6 separate regions of the Mus musculus genome follow, and all the other regions are linked to region 5. A link is a contact called in public HiChIP or PLAC-seq and promoter capture Hi-C data. All regions are on one chromosome and are shown on one strand. Each heading gives the region's core, a stretch centred on a gene start, on an enhancer-like site or on the middle of the called end of the contact. The rest is flanking DNA. Distances are from core to core; before and after follow the strand shown.

What was found. Promoter capture Hi-C pulls out the DNA fragments that hold promoters and counts their contacts. HiChIP or PLAC-seq counts read pairs in DNA pulled down with a chosen protein or histone mark. Capture Hi-C pulls out chosen DNA fragments and counts their contacts.
Region 1: a contact with region 5 is called in an HNF4G HiChIP or PLAC-seq map of pancreatic cancer cells. The contact joins the enhancer-like site here to the promoter of Fam131c in region 5. A contact is called at or near these places in 18 of 39 promoter capture datasets (the 3T3-L1 cell line, 3T3-L1-derived adipocytes, the C10 cell line and 12 more), 1 of 484 Hi-C or Micro-C datasets (bone marrow-derived macrophages), 13 of 115 datasets of contacts at active chromatin or transcription factors (acute myeloid leukemia, astrocytes, craniofacial prominence and 9 more) and 3 of 9 other capture datasets (adipose tissue, liver and pancreatic islet).
Region 2: a contact with region 5 is called in a promoter capture Hi-C map of liver, with 2.6 times the contacts expected there. The contact joins the promoter of Slc25a34 here to the promoter of Fam131c in region 5. A contact is called at or near these places in 9 of 39 promoter capture datasets (the C10 cell line, cranial neural crest, embryonic stem cells and 5 more), 3 of 15 datasets of contacts at CTCF or cohesin (embryonic stem cells and large pre-B cells), 2 of 484 Hi-C or Micro-C datasets (cortical neurons and embryonic fibroblasts), 12 of 115 datasets of contacts at active chromatin or transcription factors (bone marrow-derived macrophages, embryonic basal ganglia, embryonic forebrain and 5 more) and 2 of 9 other capture datasets (adipose tissue and liver).
Region 3: an HNF4G HiChIP or PLAC-seq map of pancreatic cancer cells shows a contact between it and region 5. The contact joins the promoter of Spen here to the promoter of Fam131c in region 5. A contact is called at or near these places in 10 of 39 promoter capture datasets (the 3T3-L1 cell line, cranial neural crest, embryonic stem cells and 3 more), 3 of 115 datasets of contacts at active chromatin or transcription factors (embryonic stem cells, forebrain and pancreatic cancer cells) and 1 of 9 other capture datasets (adipose tissue).
Region 4: a promoter capture Hi-C map of liver shows a contact between it and region 5. The contact joins the promoter of Fblim1 here to the promoter of Fam131c in region 5. A contact is called at or near these places in 8 of 39 promoter capture datasets (the C10 cell line, the HPC-7 cell line, cranial neural crest and 4 more), 4 of 15 datasets of contacts at CTCF or cohesin (the G1E-ER4 cell line, embryonic stem cells and large pre-B cells), 6 of 484 Hi-C or Micro-C datasets (the G1E-ER4 cell line, the HL-1 cell line, bone marrow-derived macrophages and 1 more), 25 of 115 datasets of contacts at active chromatin or transcription factors (the HPC-7 cell line, bone marrow-derived macrophages, craniofacial prominence and 12 more) and 3 of 9 other capture datasets (adipose tissue, liver and pancreatic islet).
Region 6: an H3K4me3 HiChIP or PLAC-seq map of forebrain shows a contact between it and region 5, with 3 times the contacts expected there. The contact joins the enhancer-like site here to the promoter of Fam131c in region 5. A contact is called at or near these places in 5 of 39 promoter capture datasets (the 3T3-L1 cell line, the C10 cell line, embryonic stem cells and 2 more), 1 of 15 datasets of contacts at CTCF or cohesin (CD8 T cells), 7 of 484 Hi-C or Micro-C datasets (the P5424 cell line, cerebral cortex, cortical neurons and 2 more), 21 of 115 datasets of contacts at active chromatin or transcription factors (bone marrow-derived macrophages, cardiomyocytes, embryonic forebrain and 11 more) and 1 of 9 other capture datasets (liver).

What each region holds. Positions count from the first base shown.
Region 1 is chr4:141,577,776-141,580,533 of GRCm38.p6, reverse strand. It overlaps Fblim1 (filamin binding LIM protein 1), which reads left to right. Exons shown (of 9, transcript NM_001163256.1): 9 at 2,591-2,758. The coding sequence ends at 2,704. Among named protein-coding and RNA genes, the nearest start is that of Fblim1, 21 kb to the left of the region's middle. Within about 2 kb of position 1,408, at least 18 of the 459 cell types and tissues checked have an H3K27ac peak or open chromatin away from gene starts, as enhancers often do. A contact at or near this core is called in pancreatic cancer cells, where this site is marked.
Region 2 is chr4:141,622,395-141,625,094 of GRCm38.p6, reverse strand. It overlaps Slc25a34 (solute carrier family 25, member 34), which reads left to right and starts at 1,261. Exons shown (of 5, transcript NM_001013780.1): 1 at 1,261-1,818; 2 at 2,588-2,653. The coding sequence starts at 1,399.
Region 3 is chr4:141,537,239-141,540,092 of GRCm38.p6, reverse strand. Spen (spen family transcription repressor) reads left to right here and starts at 1,496. Exons shown (of 16, transcript NM_019763.2): 1 at 1,496-1,929. The coding sequence starts at 1,847. It overlaps Gm4123 (predicted gene 4123), which reads right to left. Exons shown (of 2, transcript NR_166589.1): 2 at 2,676-2,854.
Region 4 is chr4:141,598,536-141,601,235 of GRCm38.p6, reverse strand. Fblim1 (filamin binding LIM protein 1) reads left to right here and starts at 1,312. Exons shown (of 9, transcript NM_001163256.1): 1 at 1,312-1,388.
Region 5 is chr4:141,366,908-141,369,610 of GRCm38.p6, reverse strand. Fam131c (family with sequence similarity 131, member C) reads right to left here and starts at 1,419. Exons shown (of 7, transcript NM_001085513.2): 1 at 1,287-1,419. The coding sequence starts at 1,308.
Region 6 is chr4:141,119,472-141,122,414 of GRCm38.p6, reverse strand. Szrd1 (SUZ RNA binding domain containing 1) reads left to right here. Exons shown (of 4, transcript NM_001025608.2): 2 at 2,042-2,091. Among named protein-coding and RNA genes, the nearest start is that of Szrd1, 19 kb to the left of the region's middle. Within about 2 kb of position 1,489, at least 31 of the 459 cell types and tissues checked have an H3K27ac peak or open chromatin away from gene starts, as enhancers often do. A contact at or near this core is called in cerebral cortex, cortical neurons and forebrain, where this site is marked.

The DNA.
Region 1 (2,758 bases), core at 159-2,658, 210 kb before region 5:
AAACCAACCACACATGGCTATATATCACAGTTAATTGTGTGCTCACATTGCTTACTATGGAAAGAGAATATGTTCCAGAATGGTGGGTGGTGACAGCATCGTTAGCAAGTGATATCCCTGGGCTATCACTCTACCTCCTGTTCCTGCCTTTACTTTGTTTTCTGAGTGTCGGCACAGCACATGGGCATAGCTGGCTCAGGTTTGCATCCTTAGAAGCCCCCAAAGTAGACTCCACTGTGGGGTTCTACCCCCACCGCCAAGAAGGCTCCTGGTTGGCCTGGCATGGGTTTGTTGCCATGATACGTACCATAATTAATAGCAGGTTGGTTGAGGAAAAGATCCGCCATTAAGGGAAATCAAAGCAGGAACCAGGGTCAGAAACCATGGGAGAATGCTGCCTACTGGCCCAAACTCTCTTGCTCTGGCATCCTTTCAGGAAGATTTCTTATACAGCCCAGGGTCCCCTGCCTCAGAATTGCACTTCCTGCAGTGAGCCGGGGTCTCCTACATAAATTAGCAATCAAGAGACCGTCCCCATCCCCACAGACCTGCCACGGGCAGATCTGATCTGAGCAGTCCCTCAATTGAGACTCCTATAGATAACTCTGAGCTGTGTCAAGTTGAAGACTCAAAACATGGAAGATTCTAGGTGTGTCTAGAGTGCAGAAGGCTTAAGGGGTGAGAGCTGATGGGACCAGGAAGGGGTAAGCACTTCAGGCTGAGGGAAGGAACCAGCTGGGCTGCGCTGGGCTGGGAGGCTGCTTAGAACTGGTACAGAAGGCAGCTGGAGAAATGGCTAAGCAGTTAAAAACACTGACTGCTCTAACAGAGGTCCTGAGTTCAGATCTCAGCAACCACATGTTGGCTCACAACCATCTGTAATAGGGATCCGATGCCCTCTTCTGGTGTGTCTGAAGACAGCGACAGCATACTCACATACATGAAAGAAAGAAAGAAAGAAAGAAAGAAAGAAAGAAAGAAAGAAAGGAAGGAAGGAAGGGAAGGGAAGGAAGGAAGAAAGGAAGGAAGGGTAGAGGAAATGCTGGACAATTGGACAGTGCTCACACAAGGGCCTGTGATCAGAACTGGGTAACTACAACTTAGTTTTTCTTTCTTTCTTCCCCCCCCTTTTTTTTTCTGGCTTTTTCGAGACAGGGTTTCTCTGTGTAGCCCTGGCTGTCCTGGAATTCACTCTGTAGACCAGGCTGGCCTCGAACTCAGAGATCCGCCTGCCTCTGCCTCCTAAGTTCTGGGACTAAAGGCATGTGCCACCAGCACCCGGCCATTTTGATCTTGGGACTGATCCAGCAGTGGGGCTTCAAGAATTGCCTAACTCCCTCCCTGACACTGCCAGCCCCGTAGCTCCAAGCTTTCTGTGCTCTGGTGATAAAGACACAAGTGGTAGTTTTTCACTTGTGTGGAGAGTCCCAGGGCAGGGCCCCTTAATCAGCAATGAGTAATTCTAAACATTTATTCTCTTGTATTTGTTTTAAAAGATAACGCAGGGCCATGAGGACCTTGGGAGAGACACTGATTACTTCCTAGGGTCTCTGACTTTGTCAGTTAGAGTTCAAGGTCCATGCAGCTGATAATGTATCAGGAGAGGCCAATGAGGAAGATTGAGTGCTGTTAGCTCTTCCAGAGCCCCATAGAGTCCGAAAGTACCAAGCCTTCATAAAAGCTTGGCTAAGCACATAACCCCTATTTCCTGTCCACAGTGACTTTGGCTGAGGCTGCCTGGCAAGTCAGGATTTGGACTCCAGGAAATTACATTTCAGTTGGGACTGCATTTAAACCCTGTCTTAAACTGACCCTTAAAAACAAACAAACAACCCCACAGATGTAAATCTCAAACTATAGCAGCCCAGAACAGAACTGGGTTCCAGTTTTCCCAGGGGGGAAGAGGGTCTCCACCTATTTATTGTTCATGACCACCTGACTCTGGTCCGCAGTCCGTGTCTTTTCTTACAGTTGTTGGAAAGATGACAGTATTCTTAGAGGTGGAAAGTGCTTTTTAATTATAAGACTGTCATACGCATCACCTTAGGAAATCACAGCAGTCTTGGGAGATAGCTTATAGTCTCCATTTAAGTTGGAAAAACCTGAAGGTGGCATGGTGACAAATACTTGACATCCTAATATTGGGAGGCTGAGGTGGGAAAATCGGGAGTTCAGGCCAGCCCGGGATAGACTTAGTTTTCCAGAGCACCCTGGGATGTGTAGAGGGAGTCTTTCTCAAAACAAAACCGAGGCGGTGGTAGGATCAGGAGTTCAGTCATCCTTGGCTACTTAGTTTGAAGCCAGCTTTTTATCTTTAAGGCTGGGCAGTGGTGGCACACGCCTTTAGTCCCAGCACTCGGGAGGCAGAGGCAGGCAGATTTCTGAGTTCGAGGCCAGCCTGGTCTACAGAGTGAGTTCCAGGACAGCCAGGGCTACACAGAGAAACCCTGTCTCGAAAAACAAAACAAAACAAAACAAAAAGATCCTATCTTTAAATGAAGAAGGTGGGGGGAGCTGAGGTCCCCTGGGGAAGCTCCGTGCTGGCGGGATCCAGGCTTGGAGACACCCACACTTGCTTCTGTATCCCCAGGACTGCAGCGTGCTCCTGTCTGTGGAACCTACCGACCAAGGCTGCTACCCACTGAATGACCACCTCTTCTGCAAGCCCTGTCACCTGAAGCGGAGTGCTGCTGGTTGCTGCTGAAGAGTCCCGATAGCTGGCCCTTCCCTGACTTGGTTTCCCCTCCTGACTTTTCTT
Region 2 (2,700 bases), core at 12-2,511, 260 kb before region 5:
TTAGGCACCTGGCTTTCACATCGACTGGGGGTGGGGCAGGATTTGTGTTCAAGTGACCCTTTTTAAAATAATGGCCCCTAAAGTTGCCCTCAGTGTCTGTCATGTGTGTATCCTCTCTCACATACACATGCACACACACAGGATAACCTAAGCTATCTAGAGAGACTCTGTCTTTTAAAAAAGGAATTCACATCAATGGTGTTTCTGGTGCATGCCTTTAACTCCAGCACTTGGGAAGCAGAGGCAAGCAGATTTCTGTGAGTTCCAGGCCAGTCTGATCTCCATAGTTCCAGGACACCAAAGCTACACAGAGCAACCCTGTCTTAAAATAAAATAAAATTAACGGGATTGGAGAAATTATTCAGTGGTTAGAGCACTGAACTAGCTGTTCTTCCAGAGGTCCAGGGTTCAATTCCCAGCACCCACCTACATGGTAGCTCAGCCCCCAGACCCGTGTGTAACTCCAGTTCCAGAGTATACAGCGTCCTCTCTGACCTCCATGGACACCAGGCTCACACACACATGTAGGCAAAACATAAGAACGTAAGAGACAAAGCAGGCCAGGTTTGTGTTGCCAGCACTGGGGGGGGGGGGGGGCAGAGGCAAGTGGAGCCAGTCACCAGTTTGGAGGTGGCCCGGGCAGCACAGTGAGTCCTTGAGAGAGAGACACCATCACAGGAAACTGAACGATCTCACCCATGGCTCTGCAGGGCTCTGAGGCCCTCCCTTGCATTCACTCCTGTTGAACTGTAAAGCCGGGTGTGGTGGCGCACAACTCTAATCCCAGCACTGGGGAGGCAGAGGCGGGCGGATCTCTGTGCGTCTATGGCCACCTGATCTACATAGCTAGTTTCAGGCCAGCCAGGGTTATATAGAGAGACCTCGCTTCAAAGAAAAAAGATATTAAGTGAATAAACCTTTGAGAGAGATGAGAGAGAATAGGGCTATAATCTGGCAGAGGTTAAAACGGCACAGTTGCTGGTTGGCCACGCTTACAGCCAAGACACCACAAGCCTAGGGCTTTTAGCTGGAGCCCTACAGGGACAGGAGATGGAACAGGAAGTCTAGAGGACAAGGAGGGGTGCCCTCCCCTACTCTAGCTTGGCTCTTTCTTCCTGCCCACTGTCCTTCCAGTCACAAGTGACCTTTCCTCCAGATCCCATGGCCCAGGCCCGCCCTGGCCAGCAGCAGCTGGGATTGGTCTGAGCCAGAGGAGGTGTGTCCAGATTCCCATAGCCCTGCTGATGAACAGCAGGTGGAGTTCCAAGACAACCAGGGGCCACCAGCCAGTGGCAGGATCTCTGCCCTCTAGACATGGTGCTGGCCCCCTTTGATCCCCAGCCCTGTGACCATGCAGAGGTACAGACTGCCTAGAGACTACCATCTATAGCCTGTGCCATGAAGCCAACTCAGGCACAGATGGCTCCTGCCATGGATTCGAGGGAGATGGTGTCCCCGGCTGTGGACCTGGTGCTGGGTGCCTCAGCCTGCTGCCTGGCCTGTGTATTCACCAACCCCCTGGAAGTGGTAAAGACCCGTCTACAACTGCAGGGGGAACTGCAGGCCCCAGGCACCTACCCACGGCCCTACCGGGGCTTTGTGTCTTCTGTTGCAGCCGTGGCCCGGGCAGATGGGCTATGGGGCCTGCAGAAGGGGCTGGCTGCTGGCCTTCTCTACCAGGGCCTCATGAATGGTGTCCGTTTCTACTGCTATAGCCTGGCATGCCAGGCTGGCCTCACCCAACAACCAGGCGGCACTGTGGTCGCAGGCGCTGCGGCTGGGGCATTGGGGGCCTTCGTGGGGAGTCCTGCTTACCTGGTAAGTGTCTTCTCCTTCCTTTATAGCTCCGTGGCCAACGTGACCAGTGGACTTTGTGGCCCTGGGTTGGGCGTGTCAGTTTGGGAGGGGACTGTTCGCTGGGAATATCTGGCTCAGACCTGAAATCTGCCCTCACTCTGACCCTTGCTTCTTTGGGAGCCATGTCCACTGGTCTTTGCTGGGAGAGGGAGCAGGTTATGGAGTAGGTAGATTCTAGTCCTCGCTTGCCTGTGGTGGCACCTAGGGAGCCTGGCATACAGTAAGAATAAAACCTGCCACAGAGCAGAGGGTTGTTGTGTCCTGGTCTAGCCACTGAATGCTTTACTCTGTCCTTGAGAGTGGCAACACAGTCCCAAAGATCTCCTTAAGAAACCTGAGCCACCAAGATGTATGCCAGGCCTCAGGATGTGGCTCAGTTGGTATTGTGTTTGCCTGACATGTACTAAGCCCTGGGTATGTTCCCAAACACAACATAAACCAGGCATCGTGGCACCGCCTGCCTACCCATAAGCCCAGTATTTGAGAGGTGGAGACAGGAAAATCAGAATTAAGGTCATGGTGACAAGACCTATTTGGCGCCAGCCTGAGGTACGTGATGAAACACAATGTCTCAAATTTTAAAATAATAAAACTGAGCTCTGGCCAACCAAGACTGCCTCCGAGCTTCAGATGTGGGGGTCAGGGATACTATGCAAGGGGAGGGGCTCACACACACTCCTCTCAGTTTCCAGGCTCTATCCTAGAGCTCCCATCTGCTCTGAACTTGCAGGTCAAGACACAGCTGCAGGCTCAGACAGTGGCTACTATGGCCGTGGGGCATCAGCACCAGCATCAGGTAAGATACCTTCCCCGGGACCCGGGGCTCCAGGTTGTGCAGGCGCA
Region 3 (2,854 bases), core at 247-2,746, 170 kb before region 5:
TCCCTAACTCCAGCTTCAACTACACACACACACACACACACACACACACACACACATATCTCAAGATATATATGTATATATATATATACATATATACAGACACACACACACATATATATCAAGATATATATATATATATATATACATATATACAGACACACACACACACATATATATATCAAGATATATTATATACATATAAACTTAGGCTATATGGCAGACTAAAATGAACAAATAATAAAAAATAAACCCTAGTACTTTTTATGGAACAAAAGAAACAATTATGTGACCCCAAATATTATTGCTATTATTTATGATTTTTTTCCAATTCAAAATACTGCCTGTTCGGTTGGTGAAGTTATATGGTAGCCGAGGTCTACAGTCTCAGTCCTGAGAGGTGGGCACAAAACTAGAAGTGTGAGACTAGCCTGAGCTATATAAGACCCTTTCTCAAAAATATAAACAGTGGCTCTGGAAGACCCTTTCAAATTAAGCCAAACAAAGAAAACACTACCAAGAACTGGGAATGTAGCCTAGTGATATATTAACACACCTTGTTGGACGCGGGCGAGGTCCTTAGGTAGAACCCTAATTTGTGTGTACTGCACACTTTGTAGACCCTAAGGGCACAACGAAACAAAAAGTGTAGGCTGTACCCGAAGCACCATTTTATTTTTGTGTATGAAAAATTAAAGTATGAGTTGCTGACGGTTTTAATGAGTTAAGATTTTTTTTTTCTGTTACTCCACAGTGGCCTTTTGCGGTTTTATCTTTCTGAAAGCCGGCCTTACATGAAAGGTCAACTGCCAGTTTCAAAAGTCTGGAAGGGCCGGAGGTCTAATACTCTCTGTTTAAAAAACCAACTATTCCAAACCTTCCGAGGGGAAACAGTATGGAATGTCTGTATCCTTTCAGCTTTAATTCTTGTGTGTACTGTAATCATGAGCAAAGACATCTTGCAGAAGGTTTCGCAAGCTCCTATATAAAAAGTTGCTTAATGTTACAAGCCAATGATTCTTGGGAGGGATGGGTTTCTCTGCAGCGCTGGTCCCTTGTCTGGGCGGTGAAAAGGGTGGCCTGGTCCCGACCACTTTCCCAAGCAGGCGGGGAATCTAGGCGTCCGGAAATGGTCAGGGGCGGGCCGTAGGGCAGACAGGCATAGGGACTTTGGCCTCTAGAAACCTCTTGGCGTGGAAACTAACCGGGTTCTCTTGTGTTTCCCCAGAGCAACGCCTGACCGCAGGCAGAAGCGGCCCCATCCTCCCCCACCCCGACGCCTCCGGCGGCCGGCCTCCCGGCCTCCGGCGCGCCTGCGCACTAAGCTGACTGCGCGGGCGCCGCTTCCCGGCTCCGCATTCCTCCCCCTTCCGAGCTCCGCGCGCCTGCGCGCCGGCTGGGAGGCCCTCCGCGTCGGGGCGGGAGGACGCGCGCGCGCCCGCGGCCAGGGGGCGGTGGCCAGGCGGCGGGAGGCGGGCCGCGCGCGCCGGTGGGAAGCGTCCGGCAGCCACAGCGCCGGCTCCGTCGTAGTCGCGGCCGCCCGGGTCTCGCTCGCCCCTCCTCCCGCTCCCCCGCCCGCCGCCGCCCGCGCGCATGCGCCGCCGGAGCGCGAGGGTCGGCTTCGGGTGTTTGGTGGCGGCAGAGCGGAGCTGCGAGGCCCGAGAGTCAGAACCTGGGGGAGAGGGATGGTCTCTGCACCGGGGGGAGCCGGAGGAGCCGCCGCCGCTGCCGACGCCACCGCCGCAGCCGCCGCCGCCGCCGCCCCGGCGCCCGCCTCCCTGCGCTGACGGCCGCGTACGAAGCCGGCGAGGGGGAGCCAGCCACCGCGGTCGCCGGCACACCGCCCAGCATGGTCCGGGAAACCAGGCACCTCTGGGTGGGAAACTTACCGGAGAACGTGCGGGAAGAGAAGATCATCGAGCATTTCAAACGGTGAGTGACACGAGGCCCGGAGCCGCGCTGGCACCTCGGGCGCCTCTCCGGCCCGTTGCTGGCCACCGGCAGAGCGGCGACGCGCGGCTGGCTCCGGCGCTCTGGGCGGGCGGCTGCTGTGCGGCCACCGAAGGAGCGGGAGCGCTGGGGGGCTGCGGGATCGCCTTTTTGCGCGCCGCCTCGCAGTCCAGCGCGACTGGCCGGGGCCCCGAGCGCCCGCAGAGCCCGGGCTGTGCGGACGCCGCAGCCGCGCTTGGCATCGTGCGGCACCGGGAGGTGGCAGGCACCCGGAGCAGTGGCCGCTCTCCGGAGATTCGTGCAGCGGCGGATGCTTCAGCTCTCTGCGCGGCTGGGCGGAGCGGGCTGCCTGGCGCTCGGCGGCGGCTAAATGGGCTGCCCGTGTCCCGGAGCTCGCGGGGAAGGGAGCGCGAACGCCAAGCTTGGCGCTGCGGATGCATTCCCGCGCCGCGCTGGTGACCGAGCGTTTTTTTTTTTTGTTTTTGTTTGTTTGTTGTTTTTTTTTTTTTTACAATAGACCCTTCACCTCGAATTCGTTAGTGAAGTAGCCAAAAAGTGCAAAATTTTAGCGATTAGGTATGACTTTTCGGTTTCTCTAAATACTTTTTGCTTGTGGAAGGAAAAGAAGTAAATGCTGCTTTTCATACCCGTTGGTAGCATTTAGCGCTTATTTGCTCCCAGAAACGCGTGTCCGGGTAACTGGTAGAGGCCTCAGCATGCAACCCCACTTACAATGAGAATTTATTCATACTTTCCGCACATTGAGAAAGAACGTAGCAAATCTGCGATCGCCTGTGGAAATTCACTTCTCCTGATATCCAATACCCTGGAAGGTTCCAAGTTGGGCGTACTCTGAATTCCCACTATCCAGTCGGTGCAGGGAATATAATTAGGAGAAGGAACGTCC
Region 4 (2,700 bases), core at 63-2,562, 230 kb before region 5:
CAATCCAGCCTCTGGGACTAGCAGATCCGGGTGCCTAAGGGGCACTCTCCGGTCTGGCTTGAATCTAGCCTTGTCCAGTGCCCATTGCACAAGCCTCGGTCCTCGCCGGCTTCAGTGTCTGGTCTGTGGGGTGGGACCTATCAGCCCTGGAGTAGAGTCTGGAAGGGTTAGATGAAAGGTTTGAAAGGGACACAAGGGAAGTCTCTAGAAACAGCAGTTACTGTCGTCGTTGTGACTCCACACTGGCGGGTAGAATCAAATGGAAAAATCTAATGGCAAAGACTGGGGAGGCCATTAAGGGGGTGGGGCTTAGTGGGGAGGCGGAGGATGGAGCTGAGCACCCAGACACCCCACTCTGACACCTCTCTTCTGCAGCAATACAAGGACCACCTCGAGGAGCTGTTGTATGTGGGGGGGGGGGGCGAGGAGGGCTGCAGAAGGGGACCTAATCCTTCCTAGTTACCCCCCCCCCATGACTCTGGGTCCAGCTCTCCCCTGCCCAGTCCCCCATTGTGCCTCTAATCGAAAGAACAATCGGCTTGCCTGGGAATCAGACCTAGATTCCTTTCCCCTGCAATGTCTTCAGGTCTCTAGGGACCTGAGCTGTCCAGAGCAGCCCCAACCCAGGCCGCAGGGCCCTGTGCTCTGCTTCTTCAGGGGCCAGTAACAGGGCCGGAAAGCAAACAGGTGACCTGATTGTTTCCCCTGTCTCCTGTAAGGGCCTCTTTCCACTACAGGACCTGAGACCCACTTGTAGAAGGATTCATAGGCTCACACAGGCAGTGACAGCCCAGGACAGCAGATCCAGGTGACTTGCTTCGCTGGGGTGTCTGAAAACCCTACCCCAGGCATCCTTTGAATAAGCCCCGCAACTCCAGTATATGTTAGCATTATCGCTTTAACTCTAGGCCACGTTGCAGAGGTGGGCTGTGCGGACCCCATTTTAGGAATTAAAGATTGAGGCTTAAGAAAACGGGGTTGACAGTCCAGGTCATGCGTCTAGCCTAACTTATGACCCTGAAGGATTTCAGAGTCAGTCTGGCTACAAGTACCCCTCTCCACCAATTGGGGCAGGTGGAGCCTCTCATCCAGGTGACCTAGAGCGAGGTTGGCTAAGGATCCCACTCCCCAGCCCGCCCCGCCCCTCCCCGGTGCACCGTGGGGGTGGGCAGCGGAGGAGGAGCCACAGGGAAGGGGAGGAGTGGTGGGAACAAAGGGAGGGGGCGCGGCCACAGGTGGGGGGGCAGGTAGGGCGAGCCAGCGCCCCCTCCCCGAGCGTCACCTTTTATGGTAAGGCGCGCGCGGGGCGGCGGGCGGAGGGAGGCTGGGGCGGGAGCAAGGGGCGGAGGCGCAGCGCCGGCGGAGGCCGGGCGTGGGGAGCGCGGCAGGTAAGCGGGTGCGGCGTGGGGGTCCTGGCTGTGCTCCCCGGGCAGGGTCAACTTCAGGTGGCCACATGGGCAACTCTCGGCCACCGTACTGAACCCAGCTCGGCGCGGTTGGGGGGCTCGGGGCGGGTACTGTGTCTTGTCCCTGTGTGTCCCAGGATCTCAGCCATTGGGGACTCTGGGAGGCTGTGCGGGGACGGCACAGGGGTCATCTCCTGGCTCTTGATTGGGACGGGTTGAGCAGGGCAGAGGCTCCCGCACAAAGAGGATAGCGTCCCGCATATGGATCGAATTATAGTCACTGCGGTGACCCGGCCAACTGTCCCGCTCTGCTGCTGTGCCAGGGAGCAGAGTTCCCGAGTTCTTTTGCCCCTCCCGGACCCTGTTTCCAGCTCCAGTCTGGAGAGGGAAAGGAGGGTCCTGGGGTCTCCTCGCCTGGCTTGGCGGGGTGTGGAAGTGGGCGATCCCCAAAGTGAGTGCAACTACTCCCCCATCTCCAGGCCAGACCTGAGGTCCCAGGGGGAGAGGCTGGGCAGCGCCCAGATTCCAGCTTTTAACAATGGAGATCACTGTCCTCCAGCCGCAGGGCTCCTTCTTCCCCCCTGGGGCTGAACGACCAGCTGGCCTCCCCAGCCACCCTCCAGGGCAGACTTCTATTCTCTTTATGAATAGAAAGCGAGCCCAGAGAGGTTGAGTGACCGCGTCAAGGTCGCCCAGTACAAAAGACCGGTAGCCTGAGGAGATCTGACTTCTGCGCCTCTTCCTTTCTCTGGTCTAGGAAAGAGGATGAGAGAGGCCCTTAGCCTTCTGAGATCGCAAGGTGTCTTGTGGGAGTGAGTGGGGGGACATTCACTCTTCCACTTTCAGCAAAGTTTAATTCTAGTCCTCAACTTAGATTGCTTATTGGTCTGTGTGAAAGAGCAATGCTTAGAAATGACTCGGAGGTGGCTTTAGAGTGCGGGCAAAGAGTTATCGAGGCCGCCAGCACATCCCCTCCCAGGGGCTGCAGCCTAAGGCCGGCCCTGGCTGGCTGGCTGGCCGGCTCTCAGCCTCCTTCCTTCCTCTTGACAGGAAATGACTTTCTTTCCCTTTGTTCCCACTTTCTCCGCTTACCCAACTGGATCTGGGTGTCTGATTTGCCCTCCGGGGGAGGAAGGATGGGGGTGGAGGGTCTGCTGGGAAGTTTTCATAGAATGCTCCCCCCAACCCCCACCCCACCCCCGCCTGGGTGAACTCAGGGTTAGTGGGACCAAAGGGAAGCGCCAGCAGGCTCTCCTTAAGGGACCTGACAGGGCTTTGAAAATCCCCAGCGCTG
Region 5 (2,703 bases), core at 170-2,669:
CCAGCCCACTCTAAGGCCATTTTACCTTTCTCTGTCTGGGTAAATTACCAGTGACCAATACAATGTCAGTCTTGCAAGACCTTGGGGCTGAGGTGAGTAGACTTGACCTCTGTACACTCTCACTCCTGGCCCCGCCCCCTGCTCCCACAGTGGGTAAGACTCCCAAGTGGGACAATGGCCCAACCTCTTTTTTTTTTTTTTTTTTTTTTTTGGTTTTTTGAGACAGGGTTTCTCTGTATAGCCCTGGCTGTCTTGGAACTCACTTTGTAGACCAGGCTGACCTCGAACTTAGAAATCCACCTGCCACTGCCTCCCAAGTGCTGGGATTAAAGGCGTGCACCACCACTCCCGGCATGACCCAACCTCTTTTGAGGTGTTTGCTTTTTTTTTGACACAGGCTCTCATGTAGCCCAGGTTGGCCTCAAATTCTCTATGCTGTGGATGCTGGCCTTGAGCTCTTGATCTTCCACTTTCTGAGTGCAGGCATGTCCCCATACTCCGCAACCTCTCCTAAAATATTACTCCAAATACAAATATTCCCTCCCCACAGCATCTATGAAAGATCCTATGCACACACACACACACCCATTTACAGACAGTGCTCTCCCCAAACCCCACAGATGAGGGACAGTCACTCCAGTTCTCTGGAATCACCTTGGAATGGCCAAGGTGCCAGGTGAGAGACAAAGGCCCAGGGGTTACTGGGAGCATCAGCTGTCCTCTGTCCTCTCCTGTCCCCTGAGCAGGGGTGGGGGTGGGGATGGAGTTAGGGATGAGGGTGGGGAAGAGGGAGCCTTGATAACCTGTTCATCCCTACTGACCCCTTCCTGCGTGGGGTGGGGGTAGGGTTCTGGGGCTAAAGACACAGGCACCCTGAGAGGAGAAATGGGATCCTGGCTTAAAAAGGCCTGCCGGCATCTTGAGCGGGAGCGAGGTCTTCCTGGAGCTCAGTGGCCCATAAGAGGACCAGAAAAAATAGGAAGGCTCCCTCCCCTCTCAGGCACACTGCAGGAGGCGTGTAGCTGCGGGGAAGAAAGCATGGCACCGGACCTTGCTTCATGCCACCTGCCGGGTGCCGAGTGGGGCGTGGGGTGCGGAGACCTCCGTCCCCTCTGCGCGCTGCTCGCCCCCCTCCCGAGCTCTGTCCCCGTGGGGCGCACCGTGTCCTCTGGGGCGCGGCTGATCCATGAAGGGCGGACACCCACCCTGGCTTCCCTGAGCGGAGCGCTGGTGCCCCCCCCCCCGCCCCCCGCTTCTCGCTGCGTCCCGGGCCGCCCTGTCCTCACCTCGCGACACACAGGATCCCATCACGGGGCGGCGGGGCTGGGCCACTGCGCCTGGGGTGCGGTGGGCGGCCGCGCGCTCATGTCTCCGTGGGCCGGGGCTGCGCGGCTCGCCCTCCTCTCGCTCCTAGTCCCCGCTGCCGCGTCCGGATCGCCTCGCGCCGCGCCCGCAGCTGCCAAGGCCGGGCGACACCGCGGCGGGCGGGGACCCGGGGAGCGCGGAGGGGGCGGGGCTGGGGTGCGCCCCGCCCCCTCTGTGCCAGTGTACCTGTTGTCGCTAACCAAAGTAAGGCAAACCAAAGTAACAGGACTCGGCCCTGTAAGGAAGACTTCTAGTTTCAAATCTGAGTAGCGCCTGCTTTCTGGAGCTCAAGGTCAGGGGAAAGGGCTGGGAAGGGGAATTCTGCAAAGATGAGCCTCATCCCACTGTGCACAATGAGCAAGATCGAGCTTTGTTTTGTTTTATTTTATTTTGTTTTATTTTATTTTATTGGCTTTTCGAGACAGGATTTCTCTGAATAGCCCTGGCTGTCCTGGAACTCAGTTTGTAGACCAGGCTGGCCTCGAGCTCAGAAGTATGCGTGCCTCTGCCTCCCAAGTGCTGGGATTAAAGGCGTGCACCACCACTGTCTGGCCCTGAGCTTTATTTTTAGTGTGTGTGTGAGAGAGAGAGAGAGGGATCAAAGTACACTTGGGGTGGCGGGTGGGGGGGGACGGGACTCTATTCTTTCTTTCCACTATGTGGGTCTCAGGGATCAAACTTGGTAACCAGACTTCCTGGTAAGTACCTTTAACCTGCCGAGCCATCTCGCCAGCCTCCAGGTCAGGGGTTTTTGATAGTCACCTGCTTATGGGAGGATGCTGGTCCAGGGAGGGAGTTCTGAGGGAGGACCAAGACACTGCATTAGTGGCCTCCTGGCTAGATAAGCGGTCTCATGCAAGAAGGTAGGCTACCTCCCAGGGCTCCTCTGGAGCAAGGAAGTATAGGCAAACCCTACCTAGGAACTTCTGTCATGGAATAGTGGAGGCTAATTGCTGGCACTTGTATGGCTGTTAGCGTGTGTGTGTGTGTGTGTGTGTGTGTGTGTGTGTGTGTGTGTGTGTGTTCCTCTTCTCACACATATGCACTGTGTGCATTCACATGCACTCATTTAGGATCCTGGAGAGAGTGGTCAGATGTGCTGTGACAAACCTTGCCAGGCCTGAAGCACCCTGTATCTGAGGTAAATGTCACCTCACCCCATCCTTGGACATTCCTGTTTCCAGACAGAGGAGTCAATGGGTCTGTTTACCAGCCCTGTATCACTAGAGACAGCCCTGGGGGATGAATATGGCTTAGAGCAAGGGTTTGAAGACCCTGTGCAGAGCAGAAGCCAGGCCTGCTGGGGCTGCCCAGGGCTGGGGACTCGAGCTATTGAGT
Region 6 (2,943 bases), core at 240-2,739, 250 kb after region 5:
GGTGGATTTCTGAGTTCGAGGCCAGCCTGGTCTACAGAGTGAGTTCCAGGACAGCCAGGACTACAAAGAGAAACCCTATCTTGGGGGGGGGGGGGGAAGATGGAGAAACTGGAATCAACAGGGGGACTTAGTAAAGAAAGAGGTTGGAACTGGAGAGATGGCTCTGCACTTAAGAAGACTTTCCCCTCAATCATGAAAACCAGAGTTTAAATCCCAGCATCCACATTAGGCAGCTTGCAAACATCTAACTCCAGCTTCATCTGACACCCTCTGGACCAGGCGATGGGCACCGGGACATGCCTGCACTCACACCCAGACACAGCTGACACTCACAAGTAAAGAGGCTGCTTGTGAGAAACCAAGAGGAATAGGCAGTAAACTGGTATAAGACGTTAGATTTGCTCTTGAAATGACACTATCACACAGTTCTGTCAGGACCTATGTGTGGTGTAGAGTCTGTGTCTGTCAGATGCATTCCGGTGACTTGGTTACTGTTGCTGCTGTTTTCTATGCCTTGACTGTTTCATAGACACAGCTGTGTTCCAGCTGGGGTGGAAGGTTCTCCTGCCTTTCCAGGTGCCTGGAGCACAGTATGCTGTGTTGCCTGAAATGAGTGGCAATATTTGGACTTAAATGTAGCTTCAGACAGTATAATTTTGGAAAAAGAACCTTCTAGAAAACAGCATTAAAGAAAGCTGGCCTGATTGTCTTACTCTCAACCAGTGGATTGAACACCAGGCTCACTTGATGATGCTCAGCTGTCTTTGCTAAACCCTGATTCTCTCCCTAGGCAATCTAGGTGAGTCAGGGAGGCTTGGATGGATGGATGGATGGATAGATGGATGGACGGACGGACGGACGGATGGATGGATGGATGGACGGACGGATGGGTGGATGGGACTGGCCAGCTTGAACTGCCTCCACACTCAGAGCACAGCAGTACCCAGTCTCCAGCCAGGAGCAGCCCCCACTGTCATGCTCCACTGTCTTCACAGACAAAAATGTCTTACCTTGCCAGCTCCCCTGCCAGCAAGGTAGCCAGGGGCTAGGAGCCTCTCTTGAGAGAAACACTTGCTGGGTACACAGTCCCTCACCTCCAGGAGCTAGCTGCTCTGGTCGTCAGAGAGAGGGACAGATACAGCCTGGAGATTGAGACTTACTTAGCTCTGCCCACTGTGCTTGCCGGTGTCTAGAGTTCCTCTGGCTAGTTGTAGAGGCTGCCGCAGGCTGAGGTTCTGGGAGCTGAGCTCCTAAATGTATTGATGACAGTTTCACCTGCTCTTAATTGGGCTCTTTTCTTACCTTTTTCTACATAGTGACTAGAACTCTTTCCTCTGATTCACCTTCAGATTAACTTTGGAGACAAACAGCAGGCATCTCTTTATTCTTTCCCTAAGTACCAGCCAGCCACAGAAAGCTCATGTGTCTACAAACTAGACTAGGAACTGGTTGACAGTGACTGTGAGGGGATGTAAACGGGAGTTAACCACCAGGGGGCAGGCGCTCATCGCACTGGTGGGATCCGAGCGGAGGCGGCAGCCCCTGGGTGGGCGGGCCTGCTTGCTTGCGTGAGAAGGACTGAGGATGCTGCAGACAGGTGGGGCCTGGGCACCGACAGCTCAGTCCTGTTCCAGTGCAAAACAGGAAAGGTAGATTCAAGGGATGAGGGACGCAGAGCTCAGATGTCCTGAGAGCGCTTGAGTGGGAAGATGGCTTGGTTAGCTATGTGTTGGGAAAGTTGGAGTGAGTCTGAAGGAGACAACAGGAGACTGGCTGGAGACTGTGCAAAACAAACAAACAAAAAACACCAAAAACCCCCACCTAATGATGGGGTCCAGAACTATTGCTGTGCTATGCTCATGGGGCTAAGGGGAGATGGACCTTCAGAGGAAGCCAGGTCCCCAAACCTCAGGTCCAGGTGAAGGACACAGCCAAGTCCCTGCCTAGAGAGAAGACACTGTCCTTAGCTTGGAAAAAAATAAAGACTTAAGGTTTTGAGAGAGATTTTTTTTCCACTTTTATATACATTTTTTTCCTCTAGGAAATAGACAGACGGTTGGAAAAAAAACTGAAGATCACACAAAAAGAGAGGTAAGGCTGCTGTGTGGCGTGAGGGCTCCCGCTCTCTGCCGCTGGAGATCTGGGCAGGCAGTATTCTCCGGCTGGCTGCTAGTGTTAGGTGGTTAGGCTCCTGGGCGTCAGCTTTTCCCTCCCAGTAGGCGATGAGGATGCTGGATTGAGGCTTTGGGGTGAAATGTATTGCAGCTGTCTCCAGCCTCAGTGGACCCTGTGTGAGCTCGTCTGATGGAGGGAGGTGACAGGATTTGGGTTTATGTGAGGCTGTGCCCAGTGGCTCCGAAGTGTGGAGTAGTTGTTTCTCCCTCTGGGTATTGGTGTCTTTTGTAACACAGAGAGTTTGGACAGATAATTCCTCTGTGTCCTTGATGGCTTGACAGCTTAGAGTATTGTGAGGAGATCTCAGAAGGAAAGATTCTAGAAATCCTCGGGAAACCTTTAAGGATTGTTTTCTCGCCATTGTGTAGCGTGGTTAGTGGGGTCCAGAGTGAGTGACTTTGAGCTTAGTAACCCAGGGACAAGCAACAGAAAGAACTGATTTACCCCCCAGGGCATTCTGGGAGTCCACACTGACTTTCCAGACTCCCTGCTGCTGGGATCAGACTGCTGGCTCTCTCTGATTCCCAGGAGCTACTTCCCATGGTTCCAGGCCCCTTTCCATGCCGCCACCACCCACCTAGGACCCTTGCATCTGACACAGAGCATGTAGCTTCCACCCTCCTGACAGTTGAGGCCCTGGCAATGGTCTCGGTGGTTGTGAACAAGAGCTGGGGCGGCACCGGTGGCTGGTGTAGGTGTTCTCCTTGCCTTGCTCCCAGTCTCATCTGTGGCTTCTGTTTGCTCCCTCCCTGTGCTGTTGGTCCTCTT